5 separate regions of the Mus musculus genome follow, and regions 1, 2, 3 and 4 are each linked to region 5. The links are chromatin contacts, called in public ChIA-PET, Micro-C and promoter capture Hi-C maps. All regions are on one chromosome and are shown on one strand. Each heading gives the region's core, a stretch centred on a gene start, on an enhancer-like site or on the middle of the called end of the contact. The rest is flanking DNA. Distances are from core to core; before and after follow the strand shown.

The links. Hi-C and Micro-C count contacts between places; a contact is called where the count stands out from the background. ChIA-PET counts read pairs in DNA pulled down with a chosen protein or histone mark. Capture Hi-C pulls out chosen DNA fragments and counts their contacts.
Region 1: a contact with region 5 is called in an RNA polymerase II ChIA-PET map of memory CD8 T cells, with 6 read pairs. The contact joins the promoter of Ccdc62 here to the promoter of Diablo in region 5. A contact is called at or near these places in 2 of 39 promoter capture datasets (embryonic stem cells and neutrophils) and 1 of 115 datasets of contacts at active chromatin or transcription factors (memory CD8 T cells).
Region 2: a contact with region 5 is called in a Micro-C map of embryonic stem cells, with 2.6 times the contacts expected there. The contact joins the promoter of Wdr66 here to the promoter of Diablo in region 5. A contact is called at or near these places in 9 of 39 promoter capture datasets (the 3T3-L1 cell line, 3T3-L1-derived adipocytes, the HPC-7 cell line and 6 more), 2 of 484 Hi-C or Micro-C datasets (embryonic fibroblasts and embryonic stem cells), 4 of 115 datasets of contacts at active chromatin or transcription factors (embryonic forebrain, embryonic stem cells and neural tube) and 3 of 9 other capture datasets (adipose tissue, liver and pancreatic islet).
Region 3: a Micro-C map of embryonic stem cells shows a contact between it and region 5, with 3 times the contacts expected there. The contact joins the promoter of Denr here to the promoter of Diablo in region 5. A contact is called at or near these places in 13 of 39 promoter capture datasets (the 3T3-L1 cell line, the HPC-7 cell line, cranial neural crest and 8 more), 1 of 15 datasets of contacts at CTCF or cohesin (embryonic stem cells), 7 of 484 Hi-C or Micro-C datasets (B cells, CD4 T cells, cerebral cortex and 2 more), 3 of 115 datasets of contacts at active chromatin or transcription factors (T-cell acute lymphoblastic leukemia, memory CD8 T cells and stem cell-derived neural progenitor cells) and 1 of 9 other capture datasets (liver).
Region 4: a contact with region 5 is called in a promoter capture Hi-C map of pancreatic islet. The contact joins the promoter of Hcar2 here to the promoter of Diablo in region 5. A contact is called at or near these places in 2 of 39 promoter capture datasets (the HPC-7 cell line and hematopoietic stem and progenitor cells) and 1 of 9 other capture datasets (pancreatic islet).

The regions. Positions count from the first base shown.
Region 1 is chr5:123,929,274-123,931,989 of GRCm38.p6, forward strand. It overlaps Ccdc62 (coiled-coil domain containing 62), which reads left to right and starts at 1,416. Exons shown (of 13, transcript NM_001134767.1): 1 at 1,416-1,587. The coding sequence starts at 1,426.
Region 2 is chr5:123,252,379-123,255,135 of GRCm38.p6, forward strand. Wdr66 (WD repeat domain 66) reads left to right here and starts at 1,410. Exons shown (of 21, transcript NM_001370840.1): 1 at 1,410-2,380. The coding sequence starts at 1,427.
Region 3 is chr5:123,905,769-123,908,535 of GRCm38.p6, forward strand. It overlaps Denr (density-regulated protein), which reads left to right and starts at 1,507. Exons shown (of 8, transcript NM_026603.4): 1 at 1,507-1,598; 2 at 2,332-2,446. The coding sequence starts at 2,341.
Region 4 is chr5:123,864,192-123,866,925 of GRCm38.p6, forward strand. Hcar2 (hydroxycarboxylic acid receptor 2) reads right to left here and starts at 1,325. Exons shown (of 1, transcript NM_030701.3): 1 at 1-1,325. The coding sequence starts at 1,247. The coding sequence ends at 165.
Region 5 is chr5:123,522,887-123,525,783 of GRCm38.p6, forward strand. Diablo (diablo, IAP-binding mitochondrial protein) reads right to left here and starts at 1,278. Exons shown (of 6, transcript NM_023232.3): 1 at 1,185-1,278; 2 at 369-495. The coding sequence starts at 1,234.

The DNA.
Region 1 (2,716 bases), core at 166-2,665, 410 kb after region 5:
TTTAACCTTCCCCCTAGTTTTAAAGGTTGATTTTAATTCTAATTGTCATAATCTTGTTTTGTTTTGGGTTTGGGTTGTCTTAGAGCTTGCTCTGTAGACCAGGCTGGCCTTGAACTAGGACCTCTGACTCCGGAGATTTAAGGATTTAAGGTGTGATCAACACCTGGCTAGTTTTTTAATCTTTTTGCTTTTTCATTTGCTACTTTTTAGTTTTTCGAGACAGGGTTTCTCTGTGTAGCCCTTGCTGTCCTGGAACTCACTCTGTAGATACCAGGCTGGCCTTGAACTCAGAAATCCGCCTGCCTCTGCTTTCTGAGTGCCGGGATTAAAGGTGTGCGCCACTCATTTGCTACATTTTTATTAGGTCTGTAGCATGTGGTAAAGAGTTTGCATCCTGATGGTGACAGAGATTCGATCCCTAGCACACATATAATTTTAAGTTCATTTATTTTGGTGTGAGTGTGTGTTGGTGTGCAGAGATAAAACAACTTTGAATTCTCTCCTTCCACTGTGGAATCCTAGGATAATTCTCAGGTGGTCAGGCCTGGGTGGAAATAGCTCTTAGGGTCCAGGGTTATTCTGCTTGCCCCCACCCCCTTCTGACTCCCTAACAACCATAAAACGAAAGGCCGAAATCCTAGAGCCTGGGAAGAGGATGGCTGGATAGCCCTTCTGGCATAAGTGGTGGACCTGCCTCAAAGGTGATGATGGAAGGCCTCTGGAGGGAGACTCTGGAAGTTGCACTGATGCGGGAATGCACAAACATGGAAATAATGAGACCCAGAATTCCCGTAGGTCTCCGTCGTTTCTCCGCGGGATCCAGCAGTATTATGGTAAATGTGGCTGGAGAGATGGCTCAGTGGTTAAGAGCACTCACTGCTCTTCTGAAGGTCCTGAGTTCAATTCCCAGCAACCACGTGGTGGCTCACAACCATCCGTAATGAGATCTGACGCCCTCTTCTGGGGCGTCTGGAGACAGCTACAGTGTACTTACATATAGTAAATATATTATATATATTAATGATATAATTACTAAAATATCTTTTTAAAAAATAATAACATGTCACGGTTCTCATCACTACTAAGAGCAGATCGATGATCGATTGACTGGCAGACCCTCTGTCTCCAATGATCTTGGTTCAGACCAGTGCTGAGAGCCCGGCCCGGTTCTTCAGACTAAACATCCACAGGGAGGGACCCAGGATCACTGGGACCTAGAAACGGCTTTTAATTCACTTCGTCTTTCCCGCTGCGACGCTCTGGGAACCTTAGAGGGGCCGAAGGCTTCCGGCGTGGGAATGAATATAGGTTCACGTTCTTGATCCGCGAGCGAGCACAGGCGCAAGTCTCGCGAGAGCATCACTCCTGCGCAACGTCCGAGTGCGGCCCGCCGGCTGGCCCGGCGGTTTGAGTGCGCATGCGCGCATGCGTAGCTCTGAGGGCGCGCCGTCCTGGGCTGTGGCTTTGCCCCCGCCGCTGCGGCCGTGCGCCTATGGCGTCTCGGAGGTGACCCGCTGCTGGCACCAACTCTCTCTGGGGGCGGGGGAGTCATCCATGAACCCTTCGGCGACCTTATACCGGCGCCAGGTGAGCGCCGCCGCCCCGGGACAGGGCGCCGAGAGGCCGGCCCTAGCTGGGACCCAGCGACGAGGCACGAGCACCGGAGCGCTGCTGTTGAACGTTGGCAGGGACATTGCCCTCCCTCGCTTATTTAACAGTAGCCTAGCGAGTGGACCGACTTCTTCCTTCCCATTGACAGTCTCGAAAGTGAATTTGCCCAAGGATTGCACTTAACGTATCAGTGTAGGGTGACACGAACACTTTTTGTATGATGGGTTTATTACCTGGTTACCTCCACTGAGCCCCGTCCCCCCCTCCCCCCGCTGCCACCCCTAATAGACTGGAATCCAGGTACTGTGACTTGGAATTCCAAGTTCTTTTGTGTGTGTATTTAGGTACTAGTAACTGAAAGTCATTATAAGTCTTTTTCAAAGTACTGTCCGAAATCATATACATGACTGCCCTATGAACTTGTCGTGCCCTCCACGCCCTGGGTAGACCATGCTGGCATCGCTCTGAACTCCCCCTGCCTCCTGAGTTCTGAGAATATCCGTGTGAGCCGTCATATCCCAACGTTAAATATCTTTAACTTGGGGGCTACGCTTAGCTTGGTGGTAGAGTTGTCTTGCACGCATGGGGCGAGTTCAGTCCCCACCTTTCCTACACAAAAACAGAACATAATTCTGTACCGTATGGTTTGGTTTGGTTTTTGGTTTTTCAAGACAGGGTTTCTCTGTATAGCCCTGGCTGTCCTGGAACTCACTCTGTAGACCAGGCTGGCCTCGAACTCAGAAATCCGACACCTGCCTCTGCCTCCCAAGTGCTGGGATTAAAGGCATGTGCCACCACGCCCGGCTGGCATCTGAGTTCTGTGAGTTCAAGGCCAGTTTGCAAAACTGACAGGGCTGCATAGCAAGGCCCTGTCTAACTGTAACTAATAATAATAATGATAGCTAATGCTGAGTGATTACTATACTCCAGGCACTTATGACGACTATAGGTCTGTAATTCCAGCTATTGTGGAGTCTGGAAATTTCAAGGACTCAGAGTGAGCCCCTGGGCAAGGCAATTTAGTGAGACTAAGTCTCAAAAGGTTATTTCCATAAAAGGCTGTGGAGGTTAGAGAGATGGTTTGATGGTTGGTTAAGAGAACCGT
Region 2 (2,757 bases), core at 160-2,659, 270 kb before region 5:
AAATGTCAAAGTGGCATTTTTTTCAAACAAAAGAACTAAATTCTAGCTCTGTCGTAAGTCGTGCCTCCCAGGGCCACAAACTTTTTCATTTCCTTTTCCTTTTCCTTTTCCTTTTCCTTTTCCTTTTCCTTTTCCTTTTCCTTTTCCTTTTCCTTTTCCTTTTCCTTTTCCTTTTCCTTTCCTTCCTTCCTTCCTTCCTTCTTTCTTTCTTTCTTTTTTTAGAAAGATTGTGCTGGCCTAAGAACTCGAGTGATCCTCCTGTCTCTACCTCCTGAATCGCAGTATTACAGACATGGGCCTAGCCCCCTGCTCCCAAACTCTTGCTTCATGTAGGTGCAAAATGAGAGAATGTATCAGAGGAATTAAATTTTTTTAAAAAATGATTTTATGTGTGAGACTGTTTTGTCTGCATGTATGTATGTGTACCACCTATGAAGTTCCCGCAGAATACAGAAGAGGGTGTCAGATCCCCTGAAACTCAAGTTACTTATGGTTCTGAGCGATCGTGTCATGGCTGGGAGTCAAACCTGGGTCTTCTGAAAGGGCAGCCAGAGTGCTCTTAATCACTGAGCCATCTCTCCAGCCCAGAATTAACTTTCTTTCTTTCTTTCTTTCTTTCTTTCTTTCTTTCTTTCTTTCTTTCTTTCTTTCTTTCTTTCTTTCTTTCTTTCTTTGCACATACCATGTTGAATGTGTTGATTTGGGAGTTAGTTTTCTCTTCTGGCCATGTGTTTCCCAGAGGAGGGGGCTCTGTCTACCTTAGACTTAGGGTCTCACCTGCCCCAGAGGTCTTTAAAACTCTCAGGTTCTTTGCAGAAAACTATTGCTTTTATCCCCATAGTACCTGATATCCCCCACCCTGCTTTTTTTTTTTTTTTTTTTTTGGCAAACACTTTGGGTGAACCTGTGTTGAGCATTTGACATGTATTGCCCCAGTCTGCAAATCATGTGAGAATGTAGGATTATCATTTTTATTTTTTTGCCTGTGAGCAAATTTGAAGAAAGGGTAAAATGGCTTGCGTCTAGTCACAGAACGAGGCTAGCGGAAGTTGGAGAGGAGGGAACCTTTAGCTGGCAAGCTTACACTTCAGTCATCAGCCCATCTCCCTCTCTTCTTCCTCCCAGCAGGGTTTTGCAAATGCTTGCCTTATGCATTTTGTTGCCTGTGGGAATATGAATTATTTAAAGTGAGAAGACTCTAAGATCAGTCCTAGAAAGATGGGAGGCCCTGGAAGTCAATATTTTAAAGATTTCTGAGACTTGAGCTGGGCTTTCCCAAGAAGCTGCCATTCTTTTCTTCCCACAGGAAGGGACCAGAGCTGCTTCTGCCCATTTCGACGTGTTAGCACCTCAGGAAGCCGGCACAGGAAATAGAGGGACCTGCTGAATCTACGTTAAAATTTCTGTAGCGGAAACTACAGAAGAAATGTCAGATACAGAAGAAAACCCCCTAGAAGAATCAAGAGAAAGTGGAGAGATGGAGGAGGAGAAGGAGGAGAAGAAGGAGGAGGAAGAGGAGGAAGAGGAGGGGGAGAAGGAGAAGGAGGAGGAGGAAGAGGAGGAGAAGGGGAAGGAGGAGGAGAAGGAGGAGGAGAAGGAGGAGGGGAAGGAGGAGGAGAAGAAGGAGGAAGAGGAGGAGAAGGGGAAGAAGGAGGAAGAGGAGGAGGAGGAAGAGGAGGGGAAGGGGAAGGAGGAGGAGAAGGAGGAGGAGAAGGAGGAGGAGGAGAAGGAGGAGGAGAAGGAGAAGGAGGAGGAGGAGGAAGAGGAGGGGAAGGGGAAGGAGGAGGAGGAGGAGGGGAAGGAGGAGGAGGAGGAGGAGAAGGAGGAGGAGGAGAAGGAGGAGGAGAAGGAGGAGGAGGAGGAGGAGGAGGAGGAGAAGGAGGAATATAATCCAAGTTTTGAAGAAGATGCTCTGCAGCAGAGCCTAACTGAGGGCTCACTGTCATGGGAGGAGTCTCAGGAGGATGGAGAGGGGCTGGAGGAGTGGGTGGAGAAGGAGGAGCAGAGAGAGGGAGAGGAAGTGAGAGGGGAGGAAGAAAGTGAAGTGAGAGGAAGGGAAGAGGAAGAGGGATGGGAGGAAGAGAAGAGCGGTGAAGAGGAAAAAAGTGAGGAGAGCGAGAGAAGTAAGGAAAGGGGAGGTGAGGAAGAGGGCCAGGAGAAGGAAGAGGCGGAACATGAGGGGGAAAGGGAGGAGGGAAGAGAAGAGGAAGAGAAAGAGAAGAGTGTGGAGCGGGAGGAGGAGGAGGAGGAGGAAGATACTGAGACAACTGAGACAAAAGCTGGACGAGCCAAGGAGGAAAAGAAAGAGAAGCAAAACAAAACAGCCCTGGTGGACAATATTGTCATCAGCCATGAGCCACCCAGGTCAAGCTCCTCCCTGGTGAGTCCTCCCCAAGCTCATCCACCCACTTACTCAGAATCATCCTCCCTGGTGAGTCCTCCCCGAAGCTTGTCCACCCATTTACACTGAATTGTCTGTCGCTTGGTGCTTGGCATGTGCCAGGCTGTGGGAGTACAAAACCAAAGTGAGACAGTCCCGAGGTTGGAGAAACAGCCAGGCCATTAAGAGCCCTAGCTGTTCTTACTGAGGGCTGAATTTTGGGTTCCCAGCACCCATGATGAAATGCCTTATAACTTTAGATCCAGGGAATTAATTCAATGTCCTCTTCTGGACTCCTTGAGCACCTGCACAACACACACACACACCACATAAATACACACATTAAAGAGAAGAGAAAACCATATGCTAAGTTCAGT
Region 3 (2,767 bases), core at 257-2,756, 380 kb after region 5:
TTGGGTGACCTTAAACTCAGCAATCCTTCTGTTTCAGCTGTCTAAGTGCTGAAACTACAGGCATATAATGCACACACACACACACACACACACACCACACACATACACACCCACACCCACACACACACCCACACACACCACATACACACACACACCACATACACACACACACACACACACCACACCCACACACACATACACACACACACACACCACACACACACACACACACACACACACACGAACACTCATCCACACACCCACACACATATATACAGGGTTTCAGGGTTTCTCTGTGTAGCTCTGGCTATCCTGGAACTTGCTCTGTAGATCAGGCTGGCCTCAAACTTAGAAATCCACCTGCCTCTGCCTCCTGAGTGTTGGGATTAAAGGTGCATATCACCCACCATGCTTAGCGAAATGTACATCTTTGCTGTGTGGGGTTTTTTTTTCCAGTCTGTAGATTAAACCCAGAGCCTTGTACGTTCAACACAAATGCCCTACGCTTACAGGCCAACAGCTTTGAACTTTGTAGACTAGGTTGGCCTAAAACTCAGACATTGGCCTGCCTCTGTCTCCCAAGTGTTGGGATTAGGGCTGGGCCTGTAACTCAAGGCAGAGCTCTTCTGTAGCATTCACAAAACCCTGGGTTCAATTCCCGGCACCAAAGGAAAGTTCCGGGAGGGGGGCCATATTTGGGTAGCTTAGTTCATGAAGGTGATGTTAAAAGCAAAAACGCAATGGTCTTTCTACCAGGCCCTTTCTGAGCTCCGAAAGTGTCCCAGTGCTATTCCTGTTTCACAAGTGGGACTTGGGCTGAGTATGCAGATGAAGGGATTTCCCCAAACTAAAAACAAGGAAGCAAAATTTAGACAAGGACCCGTGTGGTTAAAACCAGAAATCCTGAGACCGGATGGGAAAATCCCCGTTATAGAACACGTAGAAGGTGAAATATGCAAAAAGGAGCATATGGGAACAGTCGTCAGCCTGATGAAATAAATTCAAACAGTAATTAATATGACCTTTGCACGAGTAATTCCTATTTAGGGAATCGGAATGAAATAAAACCCTATGTCTCATTCAGCCACCATCTCTACGCCGTGGGGTGACTTATGCATCAGGCTAGTTAGTGGTTAGTCGGGACACTAGGATGTAGCCCAGACACTGGGGCAAGGCTGCCCACATCATTAATAGAGAGTCACCTGTGACTCAAGAACCTCTGCGCCAGTCCAGTCCACGCCCCACTGCGCAGGGACAGCCTGAGCCGCTGGCTCCCCCTTTGCCAATGGATAGCCAGCGCCCCCTACCGTCCGGCCGCCTCTACGCAACTCGGTCCCGTTTCCCCACCCCACACCCCTTCCCCCGGGCTCCACGCATGGGCGCATGCTCCTCCCTTTTTGGGCCCCGCCCACCCCGGCACGGTGGCGTCTCGCGACATCCTCCTAGCGGCTGGCCGGGGATATCGCGATAAAGGCTCATTGTCTCGCGCGAGCGCGCCCCAGCAGCGAATTTCGGGGCAGCCGTGGCCGGGAAGAGGAGTTGCATGTGTCGCTTCAGCTGGCGGGAGCGGAGGCGGCGGGGGCCGTGCGACCGGCTGGGTAATGAGCGCTCTCATTCGCGCTGCTGCGGCGGCCTCCCCGGGAGCTGGCGGCGCTGCCGAGGCGGCCCAGGCGCTGCCTAAAGCAGGAAGGGGGCCGGGCCGGGCGTCTCCACGCCCGCCCACATGGGGGCCTCCTGTGGAGTCCCCGGGATGTCCCCCTTAGCCCAGCCTTCCAGCGGGCTACCTGTCCTTTTCCCCAGGCCTGGCCCGATTTCCCCTCCCCAGGCTGTGGCATTGCCGTCCTTGTCCCTGGCTTGGTCTCTTTTCGGGATTTTGCTGTCGCCGCACCTTGCATTCTGGGCACCTCGAGTGACTTCGTCCCTGTCGTGCCAAGGTGTCCATAGCCTTTTAACTGCAGGCTGCATCCCTCCCATAGCAACCTCAGACCTGCCCCGTCTCTGTTGAAGCCACCAGCCCAACTCTGTCCCCCTTACTGCTTCCTCTTTTCCTCTGGTGTCCCTTTTTGCCCCTGCCCCAACACAGCCTTCATGGCCCCATTTAATTCTCGCTTCCCTGTAAACCCGTGGATGCAGGTAGATGAGGCTCCAGTTGATCATCAGTGACTCTAATGAGACTTCGTGTCCTTCTTTTAATAGACTCAAAACAGCTTTGGTGTTTGGGGGATACACAGTGGAAGCTAAGACTGCACCCCACCCCCAAGGCTGCTTATTTGGGGGGCGGGGGTCGAGCTTCTCAGATAGTGAAGTCGTGTGTGTCATTCTTGTTTCCAGGTTTGTGAGATGGCTACTGACATTTCTGAATCCAGCGGGGCGGATTGCAAAGGCGATACGAAGAACAGTGCCAAGTTAGATGCGGATTACCCTCTTCGAGTCCTTTATTGTGGAGGTAAGTGTTGGAACGACTGGCTCGCTGGTTTTTATACCTGATATTGATAGTTTCACATTTGGTCGTGTTCGCTCCCCCAACTGTCTTGGTTGTTGGGTGGATTCTTAGTTGAAGAGGGGGGGAGCCTAGTGAGGACCCATGGGTTGGTAGATGACTCCTTCTTTTCCAGGGTCACTTGGGTCTTGCGTCCTGGCCTGGAGGAGTTTCCTGGCCAATTGAAGTAGAGAGATACCAGGAGCCTGATCCCAGCCTGACTGGTGTTCCTTTGTAAGGAAAGCTTGTTGGAAGCTAAGGAGCCTTGGGGATAGTGAAGGATGGAAG
Region 4 (2,734 bases), core at 75-2,574, 340 kb after region 5:
TGCTCACTGCACCACGCCGTTTCTCTAAATTCGATTCTCCGAATCTAGAAGTTCCAAGAAAGCGTAAGCCAAATCTGAAGATGTTACCCTGTTCAACGAACGGCCAAATCGCCTCTCCAGAGAGCACAGGCCTGAGCGGCAATCTCCCTTCTTGTCATAGTAACTTAACGAGATGTGGAAGCCAGATAAGGGGGGCTGCCTGGCTCACTGGGGTCAGCCATTAGCGCCCCTGGAATACTTCTGGTTGTGCTGGGGTCCCCCGTGAGCTCCACACTAGTGCTTCGGTTATTATCGGGTTCACCCAATGTTTTCTTTCGAAGGCAGCGGTTGATACACGTGGAGAAGAAGTTGGGGAAAGATGGGCTGGAGAAATAGTAGACCACAGGGTCCAGCATGCTGTTCATGTAGGTAAAGCTAAGGGTGGTAAAGAAAGCCAGGTCCACCGAGGAGTAGATGTCACAGTTGCGTACGTTATATTTGTAGAGAAGCCAGAAGATGCGGATGCGCACAGCCACACTGGGTAGGAAGCAAATGATGAATACAATAGCCACCACCATGATGAAGTTGATGGCCCTCTTGATCTTGGCATGTCTGTCCATCTGTCTCTGCCTCAGGCTCCAGATGATCCTGCCTGAGCAGAACAAGATGATGGCCAGGGGCAAGAAGAATTCCAAGAGGAACATAGCATCGTGCCACCTGAAGTTGTAACAGATGCTGAAGCTGCTACACAGATATGCCTCGCCATTTTTGGTCATCATGTTTGTATAGAGGAGGTGGACAGTCAGGCCGATGGTGAGACCCCACAAGAAGCAAGAAATGATGGCCGCCGTCCGGTTGGAGATCTTGTTCAAGAAGTGGTGTGGATGGACCACCCGGAAGTAGCGGTCCACAGCCACCACGGTGAGGAAGATGATGCTGCCCTGTCGGTTCATAGCCAACATGAAGAGCATCACACGGCAGGGGATGCCTCCGAACCTCCAGTCCCAGTTATGGACATAGTTGTCCGTCAGGAACGGCAGGCAGATGATCAGGAGAAAGTCAGCCACGGCCAAGTTGAACAAGAAAATCCGGCTGGATTTCCAGGACTTGAGGTGGAAACAGAAAATCCACAAGGCAAGGCCATTGCCCAGGAGTCCGAACACAAATTCCAGCCCCAACACCGGTGGCAAGACCTTGGCGATGTTTTCATCTCGGAACACACAGCAGTTCTTGCCGTTTATCACTAGAAAATGGTCTGACTTGCTCATGAGTGGATCTGGCCAGTCCAGCTTCAGAGTGCCTCACCTAGCGAAGGCTCAAGGCGAGTGTGTGTCTGTGTGGTGAACGTGTGGTTCAGCCCTCGGCTTTATGTCATGTCAGGGTGTTGAAAGAGATGACTGAATGGTTACCAGGAAACTACGAAATCATTTAAAAAAAAAAAAGGCTAGCAAGGCTCTTATGCAACTTACTGTTTGCATAAACAAGTAATAAAAAAAAAGTCCCCTGGGCAGACGGGAACCCACAAATTTTTCTAAACGTAAAGGATAAGTTTAGGCAAGCCGACTGTCAGAGGTGGACGAGTCAGATCTGAGGGCATTCCTTCTGAAGGCTGCAGGCATGCATGCTGGCTAGGTGATTGGCCTCGGAGAATCCATTCACTGCAATTTGCTTAGCTGACAATAATTAATAAATTAACAAGGGCAGTAACCATGCACTGTGCTAAAAGAACAGTCAGGCTTTCCAGGAGCAGTAAGAGTTCGTGTGAAATTCTACTATGCATTGGTAATGTGGATACGGTTTCCTCTGTCTGTCTGTCTGTCTGTCTCTGTCTCCCCCACCTCCTTGTTTTCTTTCTAGGATTTATTTTTATTTTTGCATGCCTGTCTATGTGGCTATGTACATACAACAACAGCCCCAGAGGCTATTGGATGCCCTGGAGCTAGAGTTATAAGACAGTTGTCATCCACCCCAATGTGGGGATAGGGAGCTTAATGCAGGTCCTCTGCAGGAGCAGCGGGTGCTCCTAACCCCCAACTCAGTTCTCTAGCGCCGTGCTCTTTTTCCTTTTTTCCTTCCTCTCAGATAGATGTCTCCTCTTGTTACGTCTCCCAAGCTGGCTTCTCCATCTTCCTGCTTCTTCTTCCCGAGTGCTGGGATTGCAGACACAGCGCCTGGATGTGTGGTATTCGTAGAAATGGCTCTGATTTCAAGCCTCAAGAGGGTGCAGAAAGATAACATTTCCTTTCTCTCTCTTTTTTTTAAAGTGTGATTAAGTGTCATCTTACAGAGTATCTACCATTGACTATCTACTTTGAGTTTGAAATTAGAAATTGGAAATTTGCCAGGTGGTAGTGGTGCATACCTTTAATCCCAGTACTCGGCAGGCGAAAGCAGGTAGATCTCTGAATTTACCTGCTCTACAGATCGAGTTCCAAGACAGCCAGGGCTAGACAGAGAAACTGTCTCAAAAAAAAAAAAAAAAAAAAAAAAAAAGAGGAAATGTGTCCCTTTAGCTGCCTACCCAAATCCTCAATGGCATTTGACGGACCTTGTAGTCTAGACTCAGGGTGACCTGATCTTGGATCCTATAGGATCAGGATACTTCATGGAGACTGTGACAATGAAGATGACAACTTTGAGATTGGTGGTGCCCACATTGCAGTTTCCAGTGTTCCAAATTCCATGTCTTGAAACTCCATGTTTGCCCATTTTTTTCAAGATTGATTTATTTATTTTTATGTATATGAGTATACTG
Region 5 (2,897 bases), core at 28-2,527:
CCTCAGGACCCTCAAAGGTTAAGCAGCACATGTGCAAAATTTAGCCCCTTCGATTTTGGTACAAGAATAACGGTCTACTTCCCAGTTCAACTGATGCTCAGTTTCAGGGGTGGTGGAGTGGGGGCAGAATCTGTTAAGAACACTGTTTCTATAACATGAGAAAATGGGAAACGTGCTCCACTCGGAAGATGCGGGTTTAGTACAGTACATGGCATCATGGAAGGGGGTACCTATGAAAGTGTGGCAGCTTGTCCAATGCTCAGGAGTTCACTAAGACTTGGAAATAGTCTCTGGGGCAAGTCAGGGTCCGGGCGTTCTTTCCCTGGCCCCTTTACCCTATATATAATAGTCACATGACAGTCCCTTACCTGAGCAATAGGAACCGCACACAGTGTCATGCCAAATCCAGTCAACACAGTTTTGTGCCATGGTTTTATCAATTCTGAGAAACAGCGTTTCTTAGAGTTAGCCAAGACAGGAAAACGCTGTCTGTACCTGGAAACATAAGTCAAAATTTAAAAAGCCCAAAATCAATCTGTAAAAGGCTCTGTGGTCTGCAGGAGTTTTGGACCAAGCAGTAAATGAGACTAAATGAGGAAGTGCCCGCAATCTTCTAAGAAAATAAACCACAGGACGGCCAGTTAAGTCTCGGCACTCGGGAGTCAGGGGCATGCGATCTGAGTTCCACGAGCGACAGGTCAATGCGCGTGGAAGCGTCCCGCCAGGCGGAGAAGTTTCAAAGTCGCCGCAGCCGATTAGCAACTTGACGCCAACGTAAAACTCTCCGGAGTGCGCAGGATTCAGCTTTAGACCCCGGGACCTGGGTTCCAGGTGTCGCCAATGGTCGCCTCCAGCAAATCCCGGGAGCGAGCCGCTGTCGCCGGTGGCCGAGTTTACGGGGACCCGTGCTCTCTCTAACAATGCGCTGCCAGCCAACGCCGTGGCCCGGCTGTCCCTCAGTGTCCCTGGGGACCCCCCAAAGCCAGCCCCCGGGATGCGTGGGAGGAGAACCACTTTCAGGCGCCCGTCCCTGATGGAGGACGAGGGACGAAGGCGGGGGCCCGCCTCTAACTTCAGAAGAAGGCGGGACGCGGCAGCACCACGGCCCGGGGCCGACGCACTGGCCGGCACGGCGCTCCCGGTTCCTCTCCGCCGCCGCCCGCCCTCTGCTACCGCGGCCGTACCTGAACAGAGAGCAGACGCTCCGAGTCACCCAACTTCTCAGAGCCGCCATCCCGCGGCGGACCGACGCCGGACGCACGCGCCGGAAGTGACGCAGCATAGCAAGCAGAAGCGCAAGCGAGGCGGGGCCCAAGGAGCCCGGAGCTTCATGGTCACGCCCCCAGAGGAGGACGCGGTTGCGATTGGACAAACGGAGTGGGCGGGGCCGGGACACCAGGAAACCGCTCTAACGGTCGCACCTGGCTTCCAACCGCTCCGACTTCGTCGCCGGTCCCCGCAGGCTCCAGTGCACGGGTGCTGAAGCCGGGTCGCGCGCCGTGACGCGGGCAGCGGGCTGGGGGGCGAGGCGAGGCGGGGCCGCTCCTGGAAAGGGAGACTGTGTGGCCAGGGAGGGGAAGCTCGGAGCCACGGCGAGGCGCGGTGGGGCGGGGCGGAGCAGGGCGGGGCCGGGGCGCTGTCACTTCAGCACCAAGAAGTAGGTGGTCCAGCCGGCCAGCAGGAGCGCCCCGATGAGCACAGTGTAGCTGAGGAGCACGAAGGCGAGCAGCTCCCGCAGCAACTGCAGCACGTGGATGGTGGACGAGGTCTGCATCGCCCTGCAGAGACCGGGAGCCTGAGCACGCACAGGCTGCACGCAATGAACAGTACTCTTCCAAGGCCAAGGAAGCCCAAAGTGCTATTCTCCCCTACACTGAAAGTCTAAAGCAGTAGTTGCCCCCCACTCTCACTGGCACTTGAACTCAGACAAGGGAAGGAGCCTGGTCTTTTCCAGTCCTGACTCTGTATTAGGCTCCAACCGCCCTCTCTTCCCACCATCTCTTGCATTTTTAATGGAGCTGGTGCCGCTAATGGGCTAGTGGAAGACAGTTTTATTTTCCCTTCACTCAAGCCGCAGCCCTGTCTATGGCCCTGTCTCATAGTGGAGGGGAAGCAGCAGGACATTGCTCATTCCCTCCGTCATTCCCCTGGCCTTGTCGATGATAGATTTTAAGGATTTTTTCTTGTGTGTGCCCCCAGTATGCTTGCCTAATAGCCAGTCAGGATTAAAATTGAAGGGTGTCAAGTGATGGGTACTAACTCGATTTCACTCATATCTTTCTTGATATGCTTTATGCATCTGCCCTTAGCTAATTTCACCTCAGATGCTAAGAGTCACAAGCTAGCTCAAATTCATTGCTGCCTTGCCTAGCAGTTACCATCAATGGCAGCCTCTAGTTTCCCACTCTTCCCAATTTACTTACTTGGCAAAGTTTCCACGACTCTTCCACCTCCACAGCTTCCACAGCCGCTCTCAGGTATGGTGAAAGTAGACTTGTACGCACTCCAGAGATCTGGGCAGAGCTGAGAGGTCTTCAGGCAGCTGGAGCACTCAACAACTAGGTGTGGTCTAGCGACCAATTACAATCTCTGTGTGGTTTCTGAGCTCCCAGGGAGCTGCGCACAGGCAATGCCAGACCAGGCGGGGCATTAACAGCCCTGCCCGCCCTCTGCCTGCATTACCTCCACAGCCTACAGGATGAGGCATCAGCAGTTTCCAGGACTTCTGACTCAAATGGGCTGAACAAGTGGTACACTAGGGGGTATTTCAAGCCCCTTCTTGTCTTGCTTGTCTAAATACTACAGACAGGCTGTACTTCCAATACTGCTAATACTGAGAGCAGCCCAGTTAAGTCTGGGATCTGGCAGAACCACTACACATTCACCAAGACTATCTT